3 separate regions of the Hordeum vulgare genome follow, and all the other regions are linked to region 2. The links are chromatin contacts, called in public Hi-C maps. All regions are on one chromosome and are shown on one strand. Each heading gives the region's core, a stretch centred on a gene start, on an enhancer-like site or on the middle of the called end of the contact. The rest is flanking DNA. Distances are from core to core; before and after follow the strand shown. Region 1 holds the start of LOC123403510. Region 2 holds the start of LOC123401528 (GPI ethanolamine phosphate transferase 1). Region 3 holds the start of LOC123404552.

Region 1 (2,704 bases), core at 141-2,640, 850 kb after region 2:
GAGAGGAGCGAGAGGCGGTCGGGCAAAGGAGACCGCCAAGCCGCGATTGGCCGCGGTTGCTCTTCTTATCAATTAGTACCACCTTGCCTTTTTGCAAACACAACCATGAATTTATATACATGTTCAAGTTACCCGTCATCAATCACCTTAATAAGTCGGCTTGGAAATTGATGATCGAAAGATAACGAGTGGGTGCCCAGAAAGGAAGTATTGAAGCAAGGAAGGATCTTCGAAATAAGAAAAAAAAGAAAAAAAATGGTGATCGAAGGATAACGAGTGAGTGTCCAGAAAGGTAGGATTGAAGCAAGGAAGGATCTTCGAAAGAAGAAGAAAATAAAACATGAAGGATAAATATGGTGGGCAATTAAACAAGGAGGAATCAGTACTACATGTGGGATAATTAAGAGACGAGATTCCCTAATGAATGCTTAAGAAATATGGTGGGCAATTAAAAGGGGAAATGAAGAAATATTCCTTCCTAAGACATGCTTGCATTGAAAAAAAAATTGTAGCTAGTTGATTAAATTTTTATGTGTGCAATGACCATATTACGTGCTCTACGTCTATCCCTTCTAAGAAGACAACATACACGACGAAACATCACATTTCAACTGAAGGCTGCATTTATGAAAGTGAAGAAGCTCGCTACCTAGGTACATGATGATCCACTAGAGACGGGGAAGGAGATGTTCATAACAAACTCGGACGAGTAAACGGGACGGACGAAAATAAGTTGAAGCATGAGCCATGTGGCAATGTCTCTCATTGCAACGCACGGCATTTGTGCTAGTATTGATTAAAAAATTATATTTTTCTTAATGGCCCTGTATTTAAAACCAGTAATAGAAGCTTCTGCGAATCATGTTTCTTCGTTCCCCCTCAACAACAACAAGAAAAAAAAATCATGTTTCTTCGTTAAGGAAGTAGAATGAAAAATGAGTACCAACAACACAAGATCCTTCACTGGTTGGATGGTCCTTAGACCTCGAGTTCCCAAACCTGAGAAACTCGTGAAACGTCAAATCTCATAGGCGTTGTACACAATTAGGATCAAAACAATGACTTGCCTGCCTTTAACCTGACTCGTACGTACTACTAGTAATCATCCCCCGCAAAAAAAAAAAAAAAAAAAAAAAAAAAAAAAAAAAACTTGACTAGTAATCAGATGCAGATGCTGAAGACATCGCCATCAAATTTCCGCCTCAAATTACCTACCCAACGTGCTGTCACACTTGCACAAAAGCAAACACTCCTGGGAAGGAAGAAGAATCCACCATAGCGGGGGCCCTCGCGAAGCGTACCCCAACGAAATGTGCACCATACAAACAATGAGAGGGAGATCGGCCAATCAGGCAGTCATTTAAGCCAGCTCGGCTGCGCCGCGGGCCGAGCGGAGCCAGGTACTAGGTGCGTGCGTGCGTGGAAAAGAAAGCGCCGTGTGGGAGGCCAACCGGCACCGTCATGTGACGTAGCGGTAGCGCACCCACGAGGATACAACCAGACTCCATCGGCCTGATACCATATACACGCGCCCTCCCTCCTTGTCTAACAGAATCTCTCTCCCTCCAACCCCCCTCTCTCTCTCTCTCCAACAAAACAGAATCTCTCTCTCTCTCTTTCTCTCTCTCTGCGCAAAGACAGCAGGGTCTCCTCCTCCATCTCCTCCATTGAGATAGATCCTAGGTGATTCCCCGCCCTTCTCCCTGAGCAGCCTCTTCTTACCTCCTCCAGGATTTGGTGCTCTGCTCCGTCTTGCTTTCCTTTCCGTTCCTTGTTTGTTTGCTTGCGTGTTTCTTGTCCGACTGTCCATACATATTCCCTTGGCGAATGGATTCTTGATTCAGAGAGTCCCGCCCCCTTCATCGATTGTTTTGAGGTTTCTGCACTGGATGTTGTGATTATGGGAATTCAGCCGTATAAGCTTACTTAGATCTCATTTCCCCTCTTCTTTAATCGGTGGGATTTCGTTTACAATTGGGTTTATCCACATCCACGGTTATATATGATGAGTATGTGGTAGGAGCAAACAGCTCTATATTTTTCTCTCCCTTTTGTTCAGGTGGTACACAGCTAAGGTACGGTTTGCTATTCGATCTTGCTAGCAGATATGGCAAGCCACAGTGTTTTGTTTCCTTCCATTTTAGAGTAGATCATAGTTTGTCCTGTGTTTTCATTTTAGAGTACATCATATATAATTTTTCCATTATAATTCCACTGGGTCGTTTCTTGTAAGTAGGGTAAAAATTGTCTTGCCCTGTGTCTCTTTCAAGTCGTCTCAGGACATGTCTCACATATGGTACCACCTAGTCCTGCTAGAGTACCAATTTCTTGGGTAGAGAACCGCCAATCTGTCTCGTCTCTCGTGTAAGCCAACGTGTGGTCAAGGTGACCTCGGCTAGATTTGGAGTTACAAAGGTAGCATCCCCTAACTCTGGTGCTCTTTCCCACGGCAACAAATCCTGGAACATCAGACCGTCTAGTAAACTGAATAAACACTTCGAATTATCCTGATAATTTCAAAAAAACTTCGAATTATCCTTGAAAATATGCGTGTGGTTATGAATGTTGACCATGCAAGATGGTTCTACTTGGAGGGGTAATATTTTAAAGCTGTAGCTATTAGGTACGACTTGGACTAACCTAACCAAATCCGCTAGTTATATAATACGGTGTGTTTCGCAGATTTATCGATCGGTATGAACTA
Region 2 (2,982 bases), core at 224-2,723:
CGTTCCTAAATATAAGTCTTTTTAGAGTTTCCACTAGAAAACTACATATGGATGTATATAGACATACATTAGAGTTAGATTCACTTATTTTGCTCCGTATGTAGTCCCTTAGTGGAATCTCTAAAAAGACTTATATTTAGGAACGGAGGGAGTATAACTCCAACACTGATAACTACCAAGGAAGCCCTTACCAGATTAGGCAATACAGAAACTGAATCCAGTAGACTAGAAGATCACAGCAAGTTGAATGACTTGTTGTGAAAGCATGTTCATCAGTCCATGTGAGGCTTGTCGAATCCAAAGGTATTGCCATGACTTAATCTGTCACTGTTCTTATCTGCAAACACCCACCACAAACACTAACACCAATGTTGTAACTGAGACAGTGAGTTCTAATGAAATTGCTCACATAACTCCTAAAAACTAAAATAACTAATAATGTTGACGTGTTGTACACCCCTGCGCTGCTCCAGCCTACTGCTTTTCCCCAACCTCACCTCCATTACCACCCACCCACCCCTCTCCTTCCCAGAGCTGGAGACAAGAATCGTCCTCATCTTGCATCCATTGCCCCCAACCCCCCTCTGTAAGCTGTGCCAGAGCCGTACAGATCTTCGAAGTGTGATTATTAAGAATAAGTAACGATTTTGGAGCATTAAAATGTATGAACCAAGTGTGTTATGGGGTTGGCAGTAACCACAACTAACAGTATGAATTCAGGCTGGCAGTAACCCACAACTCACAGTATGAATTCAGGTTGGCAGTAAGCACCGACAACCAACATCGTAGCTCTTATGAACATGAAGAATACTACTGTCCAATAGAGATACACTGGAACTAGAGGTCAAACAGCGCACCTTTTGTTACAGCACTGGGATCCTCGTAGAAGCCGGCGATGATGGCGACGTGCCCTGGCCTGGACTCGGTGGGCGGCCGCGCGTGGCTGACGCCCCACCGGCCCTTCTCCTCAATCACCCCACGCAGGAATGGTGCCCTGTACCTTCCCCGCTCGTCCGGCTCGAAGAACTTGTCCGCCCTGAGCCCGTCCGCTGCAGCCACCATAATTTTCAAAACCCTCACCGCATCGCACCCACAAAAAACACGGACGAAAACCCCCAAATAGACTGAAAGCCTGGGCGGCAGGATCAGAAGAGGAGGAGGAGAGGGCGGGGCGACGAACCAACAAGGAGGACGAGGCGCTTGGCGGGGGGCGCGGAGAGGCGGGGCGGCACGGGGGCCATGCCGTGGACGATGGGGGACTTGAAGTAGATATCGAATATGCTCAGCATGTAGACGGCGTGGAGCGCGATGCCGAGGACGACCAGCCACCGCTCGCGCCGCCGCGTGGAGGCGGACGACGAGTGCGCCTGCGGGCGGGGGCGGCCGGCCATTGCACGGCGGGCACCGGCTGAGCCGTCGAAGGGAGCTGGTCAGGTGGATCTGGGACTGAGAAGGGACGGGAAGCGGGAAGGCGTTGGACTGACACGACTGTCGACTGGTGCGCACCAGTGTGCTGATGTCAGCTTAACGCAACATTGGAGTGAATTGCAAAAAGATAAAAGGACTTCGCTGGGAGCGGCGCCGCGTATTAGTCGGCGGCTCTCTTCCATCTATTTCTTGTATGCGTGCAAAATTACACAAGTATAATATTATTAAATATTCTTTTGTTTAAAAAGATTTATCTCTTAAACTGTTATCTTAATTAATGATTTGTTTTTATCAGTGACTTTGTCGCAATGAGATCTTCAAAACTAGATCACATGTCGACATGTTTAGATAACTTTTGTTTTCGTCGGTATTTGTCAGATTACTATCACTTGTCACATTATTTGTCATATAGTTCTCATATTAAATCAACTTGGTTATCGGATTTATGAATGTCAATATACCCCACTAAAAAACTTGATTCATTGTACTTGTGCTAATTCATGCATTTACTTGCTTATTGTTAGTGCCTTAATACCTACTTTTTAGCTTCACATAACATGTAATGCTTAAAAAAAATACCGTCGCGGTAACTACATGTAATTTTTGTAACAACTCTACACTCGTAAGATGACAACTATGATGACATAAATGTGGTAACTAGGAACAATGAAAAAAAAATCAACGCAACATGTCAACATGGGATCTTATTTTTGAGGCCTCGCCGAGATGAACCTAACGGTGAAGGCGAATCTCCAATCAAATTATTAATCTGTGAGATAAATCGTTTTTAAAATTTGAAAAAAACATTTAATGCAATGATGTAAGCATGAAATAGAATATTCTTGCATGGACATAGGGTTGTACGAGCCCGCCGCATGAGAAAGCTATGCTGCGGCGCTTCTTCTTAGATTTTCCCAAGATAAAAACACTAGTCCCCAATTGCCATCACATTTCTTACTCGGCCCAAAAATCCACAATTTTCTTTACTAAAGAACTTATAAACACTCATGAACGATTAACCATATTTTTTGACTTCCAGGGTCCACTCCATAGTGTCACATGAGCACAGGGAGACGAAGGGGGTTGGCGACCGTCTCTCCCGCTCACTCGATTCCTCTTTTCCGCTTGTTCTCTTCTCTTTGGCCTGCGATGGCGGCGGCGAGTTCAGTTGGCGACGTAGAGACCAATGGTGAGGGTATGAGTTCTCAAAGATGGGCAACTGATCTGGTAGCAAGAGCTTCACGGCGTAGCCAAAGTCGACGACGGAGTGGTCGATGTAGCATCAGGCAGCAACGACCCTGGCCCTCTCGATTGTGACCACTCCGAACAGCGGCCATTAATGGGATTCAACACTCGATAGTGTGGAGTAATTCATCGTCATCGCCTTCCCCTCTATCATTTGCTATTGTAGTTAGGGTTTGTCAAAAAATTGGGATTTAGAGTTAGGGTTTTGGTGACTTGCAATCGAGGATGTGTGGTGTGGAATTAGGGATTTAGGGTTACCATTCTTGTGGATTGCATTGTTAGAATTGTAGAATGCTTAGAGGATGGTTA
Region 3 (2,950 bases), core at 118-2,617, 640 kb before region 2:
TTCAAACAGCCCAGGCACCACATTATTTGCATGAACCAGTAGTAGTAGTACAATACAAACCGCAAACAAACCGAAGAAGCGTGCACCATAAGCATCCAAAAGTCAAAACTTAGACCCAAATCTGGCCGCACCCACCAAACGCCAGAGATGATCTTGATATGCTACTGGCCTAAACACGGTACCACAACCGTACAATCTGGTACAATAACCTACTACTACTAAGACCTAAAAGAATTGAAATATTTTATTTAGGCGATAAAAGAATCGAACTTGTTCTCAGTTCTCACATGAGAAAGGAGTATGTGGGGCCGTATGCATGAAACCGGAGGTAATCCTCCTTTTGAAAAAAGGGAAACATGAGAAGCATGAGAATTGAGAAGCAGAGAGGAGATGTACGCATAGTACCAAATCAACGGGAAGCTGCTGGCCCGAACGGCAAGAACACTCGCTCAGAAGAGAAGAGCAAGAAGAACCGGCGTCCGGCAAGAAGACGATACGCACAGAATCTACTCCGGATGGCGTACCGGGGATTGGAGTTGGAGAGCCATGCGCCGATTCCGCCGTGACGGTTTAAAAAGTTGAAGAACAGGGAAAAGCTGTACTACGTTTAATGGACTTAACTGCATGCAGCAGAAGTTGTTGTGGTAAGCGAGCAGTAACTACGGTACAGCAGGCAAGTAGGCAGGGAACAAGAACTCAAGTAGTAACTACGGTACAGCAGGCAAGTAGGCAGGGAACAAGAACTCACCCGCAAATACTAGAAAACCACAAGAAGAAGAAGACTAGTAGTTTGCCTAATTTCTCATGTGTTTGCCATCCTGTAGCAAAGTTGCGCTTCCTGGTTCTTCTCAGTCCCAAAATTCATCTAAATCAACAAAAACCAACAACTCCCACATAGAAGAAACCAGGCGAAACAATCACGCGAACTAAGAAGGGAGAAGAAACGAGGGAAGGGGGACTCACCTTCGATTCTGATGGGTTTTAACTCCGGAAATCTGCTGGGTGTTCCCCTTTTTCAAGAGCCAACGGATAGCCTCGCGAGAGACGACCAGGCTCCGAGAACACGGCGAGGATGGGGAGGCCAACGAAGAAGAGATTTTGCTGTTGTTGTTGTTATTGAGGTTAACACAAGAGAATTTCGGAATTGCTTGAAAAGAAAAATCCAGACGCAAGGATGAAAGAGGTGTGACGAGTCCGCAGAGCTGCGCATTAAATTCTGATGCTCTCTCTCTCTCTCTCTACATATCCGGCGAGAAATGAATGTTCAGAAAACAGGTCACTGAGTTGATTAAAGGACAGGTGTTTTTTTAATTTGCGAAATGATTGAAGGACAGGCTGATGAGGAAAATCTGAAAGTGGTCTAAAATTATGATTTAGTAATGTTACAGTAAAATCTTTAAAAAGACTTATATTTATAAATGAAGGGAGTAAAATCTCTAAAAAGACTTATATTTATAAACGAAGGGAGTACTCCCTCCGTACCTAAATATAAGTCTTACATACGAAGCAAAATGAATGAATCTATATTCTAAAATATGTATATATACATCCGTATGTAGTCCGTTAGTTGAACCTCTAAAAAGACTTATATTTAGAAATGAAGGGAGTATATGATAGTGGAGGAGCGGGTATGGTGCTAGTACGTGACAAGGCAGGCCAAACCATCTTGAGCTTAGCGCTGGCTTTGGCATGGAGCTCGCTGCCCTTCATTCTCGAAACGGGTTGTATGGAAGCTACGGCTATGATCAGCTACCCTTCATTCTCGAAATGGATTGTATGGAAGCTGCTGTGACGATCCACCAGGTTAATTAATGAGAAACTCCTTTTCTGCCGAGAAAAAAGATACCATTTTGTTTTGAGCTAATAAAAATTCACCTTTGTCGAGGAAAAAAAAGGTACTTTCTTCTATCCAAAATGAGTAGTGGTTTCAAACTAGGTTAGTTGAGTATAGCATAGAAATGTCACCGACCAAACATTAGAAAGGAAAGGATATTTCTCTAAACATCACACAGACGTGCCTGCAAAAAAAAAAATGTACAGCACCATAAGTCTGGAGTGTCAACTTCCCATTAATTTAGCTACCCTAGGTCCAGCAACTGAGGGGGAAAAAACGTTGTAATTCCAAGCAACCAAGGGCGGAAACTGATGCAAACCAACCTAACAATACTGCCGAGAAGAAAGAAAGAAACCAATCAACCTAACATTCTGCAAATATCCTAGGATGTTCGGCCTGTGCACCGGCAGGTTTTCCTGCAAATCAGTGGTGCAAGACCGCATGGGAACATGGGCTACAGCTGCTGCTCCTTTACCAGTAGATCCTACAATATGTTCGGCACATGCGAGGAGAGTTTTTCCTGCAATTCCCTGATCTGAGAGCAGAGTTCCACCTTCTGCTCCTTGTAGCTGCCAAGCACGAAATCTTTCCCTCCGATAACTTCCTTCAGCTCACCCACCTCCCTCTTGAGCATCTCCATCCTCTCCAACTCTTCTCTCTTCTTCCCAATACCAATAAAATGCAGCTCGTGGTCATCGACGCTGCTATTGGCGTAGCCATTAGCATGGCCATTGGTGGCATCTGACTGCCAGTGTCCAACATGCAATGGTTTACCGTGAGAGAGTGCTTCGCCAATACAATGGTCCGTGATGATCTTCCTCAGATACTGGATCTCCCGCTCGGATTCAAATATATCTCGGTTAGCAGACTCCAGCTGAGACTGCAAATTGGACGACTGTGTCTCCTGGATGGCAAGAGAGTTCTTAAGGCCAGCAATCTGAGCTTGAATCTCCATGATCATCTCATCACGTCTCTTCAGGTGCTGCCTCAGCTTCTGTATGACCTCTCTCTTGCTATAAATGTCAGATCCTGACTCTGAAACACGTGGAGAGCCAGAACTGTTTGAGTACTGAAATGGTTTACGAGGATCTTCAAGGCGGTCAGGTAATGATATCC

The links. A called contact is a pair of places that touch in the nucleus more often than the background predicts.
Region 1: a contact with region 2 is called in a Hi-C map of leaf, with 2.8 times the contacts expected there. The contact joins the promoter of LOC123403510 here to the promoter of LOC123401528 in region 2. A contact is called at or near these places in 2 of 6 Hi-C or Micro-C datasets (both in leaf).
Region 3: a contact with region 2 is called in a Hi-C map of leaf, with 2.5 times the contacts expected there. The contact joins the promoter of LOC123404552 here to the promoter of LOC123401528 in region 2. A contact is called at or near these places in 2 of 6 Hi-C or Micro-C datasets (leaf and seedling).

What each region holds. Positions count from the first base shown.
Region 1 is chr6H:314,777,639-314,780,342 of MorexV3_pseudomolecules_assembly, forward strand. It overlaps LOC123403510, which reads left to right and starts at 1,391. Exons shown (of 2, transcript XM_045097441.1): 1 at 1,391-1,683.
Region 2 is chr6H:313,925,442-313,928,423 of MorexV3_pseudomolecules_assembly, forward strand. LOC123401528 (GPI ethanolamine phosphate transferase 1) reads right to left here and starts at 1,474. Exons shown (of 18, transcript XM_045095356.1): 1 at 1,181-1,474; 2 at 858-1,049. The coding sequence starts at 1,391.
Region 3 is chr6H:313,287,244-313,290,193 of MorexV3_pseudomolecules_assembly, forward strand. LOC123404552 reads right to left here and starts at 1,368. Exons shown (of 5, transcript XM_045098480.1): 1 at 964-1,368. LOC123404554 reads right to left here. Exons shown (of 5, transcript XM_045098491.1): 5 at 1,976-2,950. The coding sequence ends at 2,319.